2 separate regions of the Danio rerio genome follow, and region 2 is linked to region 1. The links are chromatin contacts, called in public Micro-C maps. All regions are on one chromosome and are shown on one strand. The core of a region is the stretch at or near the end of the contact, and the rest is flanking DNA. Distances in the headings are between cores, read along the strand shown. Region 1 holds the start of sdsl (serine dehydratase-like). Region 2 holds the start of ptp4a2a (protein tyrosine phosphatase 4A2a).

Evidence for each region. Hi-C and Micro-C count contacts between places; a contact is called where the count stands out from the background.
Region 2: a contact with region 1 is called in a Micro-C map of caudal fin, with 12 times the contacts expected there. The contact joins the promoter of ptp4a2a here to the promoter of sdsl in region 1. A contact is called at or near these places in 10 of 18 Hi-C or Micro-C datasets (caudal fin, embryo, fibroblasts and 3 more) and 1 of 4 datasets of contacts at active chromatin or transcription factors (caudal fin).

Annotation. Positions count from the first base shown.
Region 1 is chr17:15,862,711-15,870,120 of GRCz12tu, reverse strand. sdsl (serine dehydratase-like) reads left to right here and starts at 3,859. Exons shown (of 8, transcript NM_001327936.1): 1 at 3,859-3,924; 2 at 4,117-4,286; 3 at 4,532-4,574; 4 at 6,830-6,969; 5 at 7,050-7,138. The coding sequence starts at 4,134. ppp1r13ba (protein phosphatase 1, regulatory subunit 13Ba) reads left to right here. Exons shown (of 18, transcript NM_001204257.1): 15 at 1-68; 16 at 220-386; 17 at 481-680; 18 at 2,383-3,416. The coding sequence ends at 2,424.
Region 2 is chr17:15,952,959-15,960,368 of GRCz12tu, reverse strand. It overlaps ptp4a2a (protein tyrosine phosphatase 4A2a), which reads left to right and starts at 2,701. Exons shown (of 7, transcript NM_001005583.2): 1 at 2,701-2,810; 2 at 6,266-6,342; 3 at 6,622-7,211; 4 at 7,297-7,389. The coding sequence starts at 7,116. It also overlaps a transcript of gjb9a not described here.

The sequences.
Region 1 (7,410 bases), core at 2,610-5,109:
CATCACCATATTGTAAAATTCCTGCTGGATTTTGGGGTCAACGTTAATGCAGCTGATAGCGATGGATGGTAAGGAGTATCACCTTTTCTGATAGTTTACCTCCTGAAATTTGCCTGTATTAAAGAATACTTGATGTTTTCATTTTATTTTGTACAAACAAATTTTTTACCTATAAAGCGATGTCGTTAGTTTCTAATTTATGATCTCTCTTGTGACCAGGACACCCCTTCATTGTGCAGCTTCATGCAACAATGTTCATCTTTGTAAATTGCTGGTGGAATCTGGAGCTGCCATTTTTGCCACTACTATCAGTGACGTGGAGACGGCAGCAGACAAGTGTGAAGAGATGGAGGAAGGTTATGTCCAGTGCTCTCAGTTTCTTTACGGTAATTTCCAAAAACATTTTTTATACTTATTGTTAAGGGTGTAGTTTCATAACGGTTCCTGATTTTTAAAGCTAAGTTTTTCTTTTTATTCCAGGTGTGCAGGAGAAACTGGGGGTAATGAATAAAGGGACTGTTTATGCCCTGTGGGACTATGAAGCTCAAAGTGCAGATGAGCTGTCTTTTCGTGAAGGTGATGCTCTCACTATAATGAGTCGTAGGGACGACAGCGAGACAGAATGGTGGTGGGCCAAAGTAAATGACAAAGAGGGCTATGTACCACGCAACTTGTTAGGGGTAAGATATCTGCATAAGCTCATTTATTTCTTTGCTCTAGGGCTGCACAAAATATCATTTCAGCATCAACAATGCAATGTGCACATCCACAGTTACAGTATGTGCCATTTCAAGATGGGATAATTATTGACTGGGCACCACAATTTAGAACACATGTGATTTCTGGAGACATTGCAAAGTTTAACCATAATAGAGAGAAAGGTTATCATTTGCATGTGTTTTTATGGACTGTGAGACATGCATTTCAAGCAAGTTCAGGCAGAAAAAATTTTGTAAAAAAGTTTGTAGCTTTATTTCAAAATCACCCAAATAATTATAAAATAATAAATTCTTTCTAAGAATTAGCTATTCAAGTCATCTGGTAAAATTGTATTTAGAAGTGATGGGCAGTTCGGATTATTTTACTGACTCTGACCCTTGAGTCTCGTTCAGTGAGATGAACATCTTTTTTCAAGTCATTTAGTTAATTTCGCTAAAATACTATTAAAATGATTAAAGTTGCTTCCAAACGCATCTACCACTACACCAAACGTTGATCACACTACAAACAAGTCATAACTAGAGTGCTATAAGAAAGAAAAAAACAATTATATACTGTTTACCTAGTCTTAAGTCTATTATGTCAGGTCACCTCTTCTGACATGTCTATAAATTTGAGTAGTTTGTTCACTTTACACTGACAGTCTTAACCAATGCACACAGTCTGAGCTGAAAAGAGCCAAGTTTAGTTCACCTTTAGAGTCTTCTGGTTATTGAGTCATTCATTCATCACGTGACAGCATGTGAAGAGAGATGACTCAAATCAAAGACTCGAGAAACGAACGGATCAGATAATTTCTCTGCTCTAAATGCATATAATTGACTTCTGTCTTTCACATGAAGAATTAATTACTCAAACCTAGGACTTGAGAGATGAACGAATCAAATCTTTTTCCGACTCTAAATGCATATGATTGACTTCTGTCTTTCATGTGATGAATGAATAACTCAAACCTAGGACTTGAGATGAACGAATCAAATCTTTTTCCGGCTCTAAATATATACTTTTGGCTTCTATCATTCACAAGATGAAAGAACAACTAAAAATGAGGACTCGAGAAATGAACAGATCAAATCTTTTTCCGGCTCTAAATGCATATGATTGGCTTCTGTCTTTCACGTGATGAATGAATGACTTATAGAAGAGCTATAGATGACCGATAGAAGACTCAAAAAAGGAACCAATCTTCTACTCCACCTGCACGAATGGGGACATGCGCAAATGGACAAATTACTCTGAAAGGACACATTGTTCTCGAGTTGTACAAAGATTTTCTCAAAATAACCAAATAGTTCAAGAACGACATATCACGTCGGCACCAGTGGTGTAGTGGTTAGGGCATCGACACATGCACTGCGGTGCTCACGGCGACCCGAGTTCAATTCCCACCTCACGGTCCTATGCCGATCCTTCCCCTCTGCTCCCTATGCTTTCCTGTCGATAATCTCTACTGTCCTTTACATTAAAGGTAAACCCCCCCCCCAAAAAATTTTTAAAAAAGAATGACCCATCAGTAGTATTCATATTGCAATTTATCCCAATATTGTGCAGCCCTAATTTTGTGCATTAAAATATTTTGTTCAAATTTTAATTAGGAAGTTGTAAATAGTTTGCAAAGTATCTTCTTAATTTGGAAGTTGCTGTTCATTCTTGTTTTTCCAGCTGTACCCAAGAATCAAACCCAGGCAACGTTCTTTGGCATAGATGGCCTGAAGAGACAGTATTATACACAGCACTTGGCATGAAACTGTGGGATGCTGCCCTGCCCTGTCTTTGCCGTCACCACAACACAGAGCCCACAGGGGTGGCAAGATGATGGAGCACGTCTGGTGTCGGACAAGATGGATTTACCCATGAGCGGGGAATTCAGTGGTCTTCTGTTTGCATCCCAGATTTATTCGTCACTATGATGTGTTGTTTTTGCAGTGTCCCTCTCACCCATATCTCTGTTGAGGAACATGTTAGCTATTCTGTCCTCTTCCACAGCACAGACCTCCTGAGTATGTGTGCGTTTGTGAGTGTTTCAGAGTGGGATGTGTTCTGTAAGAGTGGGAAGTGCATGTGACATGATGATAAGAGTTGGTGACAGAGTATGCGGTCTTGGATTCCAATGTTTCGTGCTCTGTGGGTATTATCAGGCAAAGAGGAAACCAATGGAACTGAAGTTTCATTTCCCACGGTTAGGAAGTCGCTGATTCAGGGAAAAGGAAGGAAGGTGCTGGAAAGTGTTTACAAAGAGGCCTTGAGGCTGGTCAAGCTACTGATGGATGATAAGGAAGTGGCCTGTTATGGAAACATGTATGTATGTATGTTTGTGTGTGTTGAGGATTATATGGGCTTGAGGAGGTGAAATTGTGTAGTCATTTGTGACTTGGGTGCTGGAAGAAAACTGATGACATGACTAATACAGTGGCTGTTCTTCAACAGGGGATACTGTCAACATATCACACAAAACCTATAGCATATTCCTATGCTTAATTTAAGTCAGGCTTGATATTTTTTTATGCTACATGATTCCCTTTTAAGGGTTCTTTATTTAATGGAAGTAAAAAGAAATTCTTTAAACAGCTTGATATAAGCTTTTATGGCTGCCAAAAGAGCCAGGATCTGCCGAGTGTTTGTGCTGCCATACAAGAGCAGTTTATGTAATGTCATGTATATGTGCACAATAAAATTTCCACATTGGGACAAAGTCATAAGTTGTACTGGCTCTATTTTTCAAAGCATGTGTTTTATAGTGATGCTGTGTACTGAGCACAAGTAAAATGCCTTTGGGGGTTTAGTCTTGAAATATCAATATATATAATGATGGCCTTGTTGTGTAGTTCGATATGCACATTACTGATAGGCTACTAAGTTTTTTTCTCATTGTTTTGTTTCATTACTATAGTTTGACTATAAAATCCTATGTTTATCGAGGTGGACAACTGTTAGCAATCAGTATGACTATAAACATAATATTAAATGCAAGTTAAGCACTATCCCAGACTGTTTTACGTTACTTTTACGATATCTTTGAGAACAGTTTCTCATAAATGAATAACCCAAGTTTACCCTACATTACATAATTTCGCAAGCTGTTGAGGTTTATCTAGCATCTTTGGACATTAGTTCATTAGTGCCCGATTGCTTTATTGTCAGCAAATGAACTTTGAGCTCCTCGGCAGTGCTCATGCTAAAGAGAATCGTCTAGCAACGGAATAGGTGAGTGGACTATCAAACAGCAAATTAACAAGTAAGACATTGTACTTTTTATGTGTAAAACTCAGACTTGAGATGAAAAGCGCGCGAAATCGATCATGTTTTATGTTCGTCAGTTTGTGCTAAGGTTGTTTACCAACCGTAATGGGACATTGTTGTTTGCTCTCTCTCCCTTCTTATCTGTTTGCATTGCAGAACATTTTGAGGAAAAAATGTCAAAGCAAAATGGATTTCACGTCGTCACCCCACTTCTCGAGAGCACGGGCATGTCCAAGTTGGTGGGTAGCACCGTGTATCTGAAGATGGAGAGCTCACAGCCCGCCGGTTCCTTCAAAATCCGTGGAATAGGATACATGTGTCAAAATGTGAGGAAAAATGTTGCTTGTTTCTAAAAGTTAAGAACCAAATTTCTTGAAAAACATATAACTGTATATAAATGTCACCCATTACGTATTTTAAAATTAGTTTACATTATTAAATTTTAATACGTTCGGAGCACGTTCAGGCCTGTATAGTGTGTTCGCACTACCCTCTGGTGTCCTCTAGGAAGAACTGCATATTTTTTTCCAGGAGTACAAAAAATAACAATATGTTTTTATTCATTTATAAGGTTGCAAGCTCTAATAAGTCTAGAGGTGTAATTTGTTCTTCAGGTGAGTGAAATGATGAACATTCGTTTTTTTCCATTCGTGTATAGATGTTTCTTTGGCTCATTCCACCAGAGACGTACATTATCTGTACCTAAAATAGAAAAATTTACAGTGAATTAAAAGTATTTCATCCCAAAAATTTCTAAAATGGACTGATTTTTGATTTCTGTGAGCTGTTCTGTAAAGGAATATGTCATTCATTTGTTTCTTAGGTTTTTTTCTTTATTTAAAACACTTTAATGTACAAACTCTGTCATTGTCCTTGTCCTCAGCCCAATTGAACCTACAGCTATAATAGTTTTGTTATTGCTAAAAACTGTCTTTTAGGAAGAAATACTTCAAAAATAGCAAGTTTAAGTTGTTATCATTCACATCGATTGATTAACAACAAAAAATGATAAATAATTCTACAAAAAAAAAAGCGGCAAATATATAATACAAATACATTTACGATTGTCCCCATGTTTCTGTCAGTCCTGTCACTTTTGCATTAAATTTGACATATGTGTGCAATACATTTTTTTAATTGAATCTTAAAAAAATAAAATCACTGTATTGAAGTGAAAGCATCAATCATTAAGAAAAAAGAATATCATAAGCTTTAAATAACGTATTCATCTCATTATTAATAAGCTTAAGAAATTCAATATTGAATGAAATTTCATCAAGAAAAGTATTAAATCTAGTTATTTCCTTTAGGAACTTATTTTTGTGTATAAACAATTTACAATAAGATTGAGAGCATGATCATTACCAGAGAAATACAGAAATATATCTTTTATAGATATATTTATTATATCTATATTTATTATAGAAACCTATCTTTTATAGATATATTTAAATAATATTTAAATAAGGACGATAAATAAAAAATATTGTTGTTCCAAAGAAGTTTAACATGAATGTAACTACAAAATAAGTGAAATAAAGTCTCTTCATGTGAATTGCAGACAGTACACGAATTAGATATATCAAAATAATTAGCAATATGGGAATTTGTAGGATATACATTATGCAAAATGGTAAAATGTATCTTTCTTATTTTATTGGACATGCTAAACTTTTCAAGTAATAACCATGCTCTCTTCCATGAATGCTGTCATTCAAAAATGGTCCAGAAAAATGTACATCTCTGGGAAGTATATACAGAGTTCCTATTCTGAAAAATAGATATGTGAACGGCAATTTTGCAATATTTAAAATATATGTCTGCAACATTATATTGCTTTATAGTAACTTGTAGTCTTATGGCAATATATCACAGAAAGAATAAATATCGCAGTGTCATATTTTTCCAAATATGTTGCTGCCTTAACACGTATATCTAAACATTTATCTAATATTTTTAGACATATGTTTAATATGATAAAAATAATAATAAAACCCTTAATTCATTATAATAATTATTTATTAAATTCATAAAATTTTCTTTGCCTTAGTTTTAGTCGCCTTATTTATCTGGGGTTGCCACATCATAATGAACTGCCCGTATTATATAATAATACTATAATATTTATATATAAAATGGCTATATATAAAAATATATGAACATTTATATATAATTATACTAATTTATTTGAACATATATGTACATATAATTCCAATAGCTGAAAAGAAACATGTATATACAGAGTATAATGCATGCAATACACTTGTAAGGCTATGACTCAGAAGTGACATTGTTTGACGGAGTAGAAGCTGACAGTGATCAAAGATGCGTTCTATCATTGAATTGTACGATTTTATGCTTGTTTTTATATGATTTTTATTTTGTTTTATTAGGTGAATATGTGCAAATACAGAATGTTTGCAAATATATATGACCCTCAACAATTTACTTATGCAAATAAAATTAAAACTATTTATTTAATTCTATAATTATTTATTTGTATGCTTTTTTTGAGGATGACAAGCTAAATGTCAGACCCTGTCACACTTTTTTAAGTAAAAATGTACGTTTCTGGTATATTGAGCCATTTGTTCAACCCAAAATGAAAGTTTACGCTGTGAATTTACTTGTATACAGGCTATCCAAGATGTGACTTGTTCACCTACTTCTATAGGAGCAAATTAACACTACATGTTTATTCTGTCCAAAAACGTTTTTCAGAACCACTTTAGGTGTATAAAATTTCATTTTGAGTGAACTGTCTCTTTACACTTTTGTTAAACAAAATTGTCAGTATTGCGTTTAACATCATTCCATGATACAAATTACATATTACTCTTTTTTTTTCTGTCCCTGTATGTACTTATAGGTGGTAATGCTGGAATGGCCACAGCATATGCAGCAAGAAAACTTAACCTACCAGCCACTATTGTTTTACCATTATCGACACCTGAACTTGTAGCTCAGAAACTTAAAGACCAGGGAGCTACGGTCAAAGCTGTGGGCAAGGCAAGATCACAGTTGTCATTCATGCATTTGTTTCCAGGTCTTATCAAGGTTTTACAAGGGAAATCTTTGTCATATTGTAGGTATGGGATGATGCAAATGCAGAGGCCCTACGATTGGCTGAAAGTGAAGGTCTTACTGTAATACACCCATTCAACCAACCTCTGGTTTGGTGAGTTTGTACAGTAGATATTGAATGTTTTTAAGTGACTTTATCCTGTAAAGCCCCCTTGCATTCTAGGCAAATACCTATGCACATTCAGGGGGCCCAATAACAGATTATATTATTAATAACACATTAAATTATTTATTTTAATGCTGAAAGATTTTAAGACAATTGTTATATTAAAGAAAAGATCTAAAACATATTGCATGAATATACAGTTGAAATCAGAATTATTAAACCCCCTTTGATTTTTTTTAAAATTATTTCCTAAATGATAT
Region 2 (7,410 bases), core at 1,452-3,951, 91 kb before region 1:
TTGAGAAATATTTAAAAAGAAAAATGTATTATGATCCTGTACAGTATACTTATAACTTAAGATTGCACGATCTTAAGACCTGTTTGCTTGCTAGCTTTTATTTATAGCTTACGTAGTAATTAATTAACACATAAAAGAGGTTCTTACCGTGTTTCGCGGAACTGACAGACATTGAAAACAAATCGCACAGAAAAAAACAGCCTAAATTCATAGAAGAGGGTGGTGAGCCCGCAGAAAGGCTGTCAGAAATCTTGTCAGACCTGATCCTGAGAAGTAGGCCTAACTGAAGTGCATTGGGCTATACCCGAATGTGTTGTGTTTTTGTCCACCTGTGATGATGGGAAGGGTGTGGGCTGTGTCGTGCTGCAGTGCTACATATACAGGTATTACCTTACACCGGCGGAGACTGTAATGTGAGCTGGCTTGTAGCTAATTGAGAGGCCTGTATTTCATTTCACACATGCAGAAAATATTATATAATTATTAATATTGTTATTAATTATAAAAGTATCGTAAGGAAAACACGTTTAATTGCATGGTTTATAATGGAAATAATGGCTGTTTTAATCCATGCTATTACTCTGATTTACCAGGAGATGGTGTCATAACCTCATTTTCGAACTAGATCATAGCCTATTTGACCACTTCCCAGCAGTATGAACAGATGGATTGAATATTCAGTTTAAGCTAAATGTTTACTTGAAGTGTGTGACCATTAGACAGATTATTTGGTTATTTAACATTAAAAGTTGGTTAAGCTACAAGATTATTCTCATTTAATTACCACCGCTTTGTAAATGCCACAATGCCCAAATACTCGATGTTGAAAAAGGCATATATGATATATAAAGATTTGATTTATATTGTGAAAGGTTTATATTATATATGGCTCTAAAATAGGCTATTCATTTTAAAAAATTGTTTCAGTTGAGTTGCAATGTAGATACACTCACCGGCCACTTTATTAGGTACACCTGACCACCTGCTCATTAATGAAAATGTATAATAAGCCGATCACATGACAGCAGCTCAATGCATTTAGGCATGTAGACATGGTCAATACAATCTACTGCAGTTCAAACCGAGCATCAGAATGGTTCGAGCTGATCAAAGGCAACAGTAACTCTTGTTAGGTTTGCAGAAGAGCATCTCTGAATGCACAGCATGTCCAATCTTGAGGTGGATGGGTTACAGCAGCAGAAGACCACACCGGGTGCCGCTTCTGTTAGATAAGAACAGGAAACTGAGGATACAATTTGCACAGGCTGACTAAAATTGAACAATAGAAAATTGGAAAAACGATGATGAGTCTCGATGTCTGCTGCGACATTCACATGGTAGGGTCAGAATTTGGCATCACCAACATGTAAGCATGGATCCATCCTGCCTTGTATGTATAGTTCAGACTGGTGGTGGTGTAATGATGTGAGGGTTATTTTCCTGGCACACTTTGGGCAAATTAGTACCAATTGAGCATCATGTTAACACCACAGCCTACCTGAGTACTGGTGAGGGATGCTGGGATGCTGACCATGTCCATCCCTTTATGACCACAGTGTACCCATCTTCTGATGACTACTCCCAGCAGGATAAACCGCCATGTCATAAAGCGTGAATCATCTCAGACTGGTTTTTTGAACATGAAAATGAGTTCACTGCACTCAAATGGCCTCCACAGTCACCAGACTCAACCCAATAGAGCACCTTAGGGATGTGGTTGATGATTTGCATCATGGATGTAACTTATTACATTTTCCCCCAAACATTTCATTTTAATATTTTATTTCTTTATTCTCATTTGTATGTATTATATATATTTATTTTAAATACATTTTTGAATCATTTATAGACTATATATGATTTGATTAAATTTTTATTATTACAGTATATTTATCAGGTAATTGTGTGTGTGTGTGTGCGTGTGTGTGTGTGTGTGTGTGTGTGTGTGTGTGTGTGTGTGTGTGTGTGTGTGTGTGTGTGTGTGTACGTGTGTACGTGTTTTTGTGACATATCAGAACACAAATCTGTATAATGACATGGGTATGACACAGGTTTTACAAAAAGGTGGTGAAATATGAGGACATTGGTGACGTCCTCATTTCTCAAAACGCTTATAAATCCTACAGGATGAGTTTAATCAGAGAGTAAAGCTGCACACACTCTCCTGTGATGGTTGGGTTTAGGGGTGGGGTGGGGTGAGGGCAATACAATATACGGTTTGGACAGTATAAAATGAATGGAAACCTATGTACTGTCCCCACTTTTCACAAAAACAAACATGTGTGCGTGCGTGAGTGCGTGCGCGCGTGTGTGTATGTTTGTGTGTTTGTGTGTGTGTATAATATGTATTATCTTTTTATACTATCATTGGTCATTTATCTTAATATATTTTATTGTTTTTATATCAAATAAACTATATGATTTTTTTTCTAAAATGTATCTTGTCGCCTCCATTTGCAGAAAACAAATCATATTTGGTGTTTTACATTTTACAGTATGCTGCAATAATCACACACGACAGATAACAATATCTATGACAAATTATCTTCGTAAATGTAAATCGCGTGAGAAGATTCAAGATGATTGGTCAAGACGCATCACCGGGGGGAAAAGTGACATCTATCCTCCATAACCATTCAACACTGTTTATGGCCCACGTGACTGCACTCACCAAATCATCGTCCACCTTTACTGACCGGAATTGTCGCCTGGTTACTGGAGCTCTATGGTAGAGGAGAGCTAGCCGGCTAGCAGCGTCTCTCAACCCTTTCTCCCTTTGTCACGGTATTCACATCTACCGTCAGCTCTTTGTAAGTATCTGTTTTATATAATATGTACGTTTTTTCCCTGTCATTTATAAACACCTAGATAAAAGATGAAACTTGAACTTCAGCGTGTATTTAAATATATACGCATTTAGCGGCTAAAACACGCTAGCCGGACAGGAGCGAACTAATCTCGTAAAACATTTGGCACTTTTGAAATAATAATGTACCTTTGGGTTGTATTGACAGCTTATAATGTGACATATAAACATGTAATACCGAGTTAAACTGTCAAATAATAACAATCTCGTTGAAATTGACTTTAATTAGGAAAAGCTGGATTTCATGTTAACGCAACAAGGCACTGGACATAATGCTGCTCCTGTAGAAATTAAGCAAATACGTATTTTAGAATTTTGATATTTGATTTATATGTCTTTTTTTAAATCAGTCCTTTACACATTTAAATTAATGTGTTGTCAGCAAATGTGGTAGCCCATTGTGTGCTCTGCATTAAATGTCTTTGTCTTTCTCCCCAAATTATATATACATTTTTGTTGACTCCACCTCATGTCGTTCTAATCCAAAACATAATTTAATATATTCTGTGGAAAACAACACAAAGGCAGGCAAAATTACATCTTCGGTCACCATTCACCAAAAACATGCAATGATGGTAAATGTTGACTGAGGCTGTCATTCTGCTAAACCTTTGTTTTCCACAGCAGAAAGAAAATTATAGGCGATTGAATAAACATCAAGGTGTGTAACTGATATATTTTTCGTTGTGTGAGTGTTTGCATGTGTGAGCTATCCCTTTAAGAATGAGATAATGGTCAAAAAATAGAATGGATTATGCACGTGTCAAAGGAGATGCATCTCTGCATTTTTATGTTTAAACTTTTATGAGTGATCTGGTGATTTCCCAAAATTTGAATGCATTCTCAAATGTTTTATTTGGCTTGTATATATCCTAAGATGGTTTCAGCTGTTTTCAGTCCAGGAGGAAAGTCTTTAATTCATTTAGTCATAAAATAAATATAGCATGCACAAAATAAACCATCAGTATTTTTGTTTTGGGTACAAATACATTCCTAAATAGGGGTGCTTTAAATTACATGGATTGATGTAGTTTCTCATTGTATGATAATCTTGGATAAAAATACCATGGTTTCATGTTATCACTGTATTATGATTACTGCTCTAAAGTAAGTTCTTTTTAAATGTCTAAGTAAAACAAACAAACAAAAAAAAAACTTAACTTCTTCTCTTCATTGAACATAATTTATTTTATTTTAAGAAACCTTTTTAGTATTTTGGAACTGTTAGTATGTCAGGCTAAATAATTAAAATAGATCATTGAGTTTTGTTAGTTTCAAAAACACAGATTTCTTTACAGTACATAAAAAAAAACATTTAAAAAAATCATATACCTTAGGAATCGTATAACAACAAACAGTATTAAAACCTTGACTTTTTCAAACCGTGGTAAACCTTGAAAGTGATTATCGTCCCATGCCATATTTACATGTTCAGACTTTCTCCTTAATAATATAATAAAAAAAAAGTATTCTTTGCAAATTCTAAATGGTAATATCTAGGGCTGCACAATCGTTTCAGCATTGGTATTGCAATGTGCAAGTCTGCAATAGTCACATCGAAGGGATCTGCAACTTAGCTGGGATTATAGTTGACCAGACAATTACAGTTAACAACATAGTGGAATCATTTCAAATTTGAACCATCGGGTGAAAGTTTATTATTTGCAAGTTTTTAAGCCCTGACTGAAAGAGTTTTGAGCAAACTTAAACATTTGGGCACAATAGGTTTAACAATCATAGCTTAAAGGTTACATTTGCATTTCATTAAATGAATATAGTGTTATTATTGTTATTATTATTAATATTGTTGCAATTATTATATTATTATCTGAATACTGTTTGACCCCCCAGAAAATCATAGTTTATTTGCATTTTTTGTTCATTGTATATATCTATGCTTGTCATTTTTTAAATGATATTTTACAAAGATATGCTCCCCTACAGCATCATCCCAGTCTATCTAAAATGATGAATTCCTTACATTCTATTGAAGTCATCTGGTAAAATTGTATTATATTGCAATATATATAGCAGTAAAAAAAAAAAAAAAAAAAAAAAAAAAAAAAATATATATATATATATAGCAGTTAAGTCATCTGGTGAAATTGTATTTATATCGCAATATATATAACTGTAAATGAAAATATTGCAATATCAGTTGCAATGTCAGTTTATTCTTATGCTTATGCTTCAATATCGTGCAGCCCTAGTGAAATCATATTATCAGCCAATGACTATTAAAGAACAACATTGTTCACAGTGAAATCAATAGTGCTAATGTTGTTTTTAACTCATACTTGCATGTAATTTAAGCTCGAATATTCAAAGTACCATGGTAAACAATAGCGTGTGACAAGTTGTCACTAAACGAATGTGCAAATCTAAAACCAACTTTACCTTAACTTTACTTGGGATGTGAAATTAAATCTCGTTTTATGACATTTAACATAACTCGATTTGTTTAAACAAGAACAAATATTTGTTTCCAAGTAATTAAAATAACTTTTCTTGTAATTATATTAAGTATTTTTTGAGGTCTCTGGAGTATATTTGTTCTTGTTTAAATTAGGGAGGCACAATATATTGTTTCAGTATCGATATCCCAATGTGAACATTCGCAATTACATCGTGAGTATACGCAAATTTGAGTCTGGATTATAATCACTGTATACTTGGATACATTTTGACTCTTCAGAATACAATACAGTTTTTTTAATTGCCATATTTTTATTTATTGAATTTATCTGTGCTTATAGATTGTTTTTTTTTTATATAATTTATGCACTCTAATGAATCTCTTCAATCTAAAATGATAAATTCTTTACAAACGTTTATTCAACTCATCTAGTAAAATTGTATATATACTGCAATAAATATTGCATAGTACAAAAATGTATGTAATTTTTCCAGTATTGTGCAGCCCTACTTTTATTCATAAGCCTGCTTCATTTGAATCTATTTTAAGAAAATGTCTTATGCCTTTGTCATTTTGCTTCCCCTGTAAACCTAAAAAAAACTTAGTGCCATGATCAGGTACAGGGAGGGAAGAGTCATTCAAAACTTAAGCTACTTATTTTTTTGTAAAATAAAAATATATCAAGATAGGTAAAAATTATATTATTTAAAATAAATGTTAAATCAATATACTGTAAAATGTTGAAATATTGCGAAGACTAATGCATGTTCTATATCACTTTACATTCGCTAGTCTATTGCCATATTGTGTTTCCTTCAGATTATTCATCAAATTGTACTTGGTCTTTGCCTGGCCTTAAAAAAAATCTTAAATTGAACTTTATTAGACCTGTTAGCAAAAGCTTGTATAATACCAGTCTGGACAAATACACAATTCAGGAATGAAGAAAAGTTTAGTCCTTATACTTATTTTCTTTTTTTTAGGTGCAAAGGAGAGACAGTCACGAATGGTGAAGATAGAATGCAGAGTTCTCAACTTGTTTTCTGTTCACTTATTGAAGGTAAGTGCAAACGATACTGCTTGTTAGATATTTTTCACTTACGCAATATACACAAACACGCCTGTATGTTTTTATAATGAGAGTTCATAATCCATCCAGTGCCCAAAGTCAATATCAACTGCAGTAGAATGAGGTCTCTCTTTGGCTGTAGGCTATATCCGGTAATCGTTCGGTGTTAATGGTGACACGTTTTGATTCACTGCACTTGCTGGTTGTTGTGAGCCTTTAGGATCCACTGCCCTGGTTATTTATTGGTCACCATCCTCTTTCCTCTTCCAGGCTGCACATTTATGGCGTTTGTCAGTGTGAGTGGAGACTTCTGCCAGGCACAGCACCTGGTCATTGTAGACAAGTGAACAGAGGGCCTGCCATATGAAGATTATACTACCTGACTGCCCGTCTTACATTCTGCACTTTTGGGGAGCATCTTTTTTTGTCCAAAGTTGAAGTGTATGAATTAATTTGAGCCAATCAAGGTACTAGAGAGTGAATTGTTTTGTTTTTTTTCGCTCACTCTAGTGCCAACTGATCATCTCTTCTTTCCTGAATGGGGTAATTATAAATTGTGAACCAGAAGGATCGTCCCCTTCTTTAGTTTTATTTTAAAGCTGTTGGAGCGAGAACGTGGTTTACCTTTTTAGAACATTCAGTGATTTGCCTTAAAGTCAAATTGTTTAAACGCTTTGGAGTTGTTGACTCTTCCCTGTAAAACAATCGGAAGTTGTTGCTTTTTTCCTTCAATAAGTACAATTATAAATCATTTGAGTGTCAAAATGAATCGCCCCGCTCCTGTTGAGATCACTTATGAATGCATGAGGTTTCTCATCACCCACAATCCCACCAACTCACAGCTGGCCAAGTTTACAGAGGTAGGTTTCTAAGTGGTTAATATGAATAGCAATATTTACATGATCGTCAAAGTTGAACATGACTTCATTTGTCGATCTCTTTCAGGAGCTAAAGAGTTTTGGGGTGCAGACTCTGGTTCGGGTTTGTGAGTCAACTTATGACAAAGCACCGGTGGAAAAAGAAGGCATTGAAGTTTTGGTGAGATGTACTATTTTTATT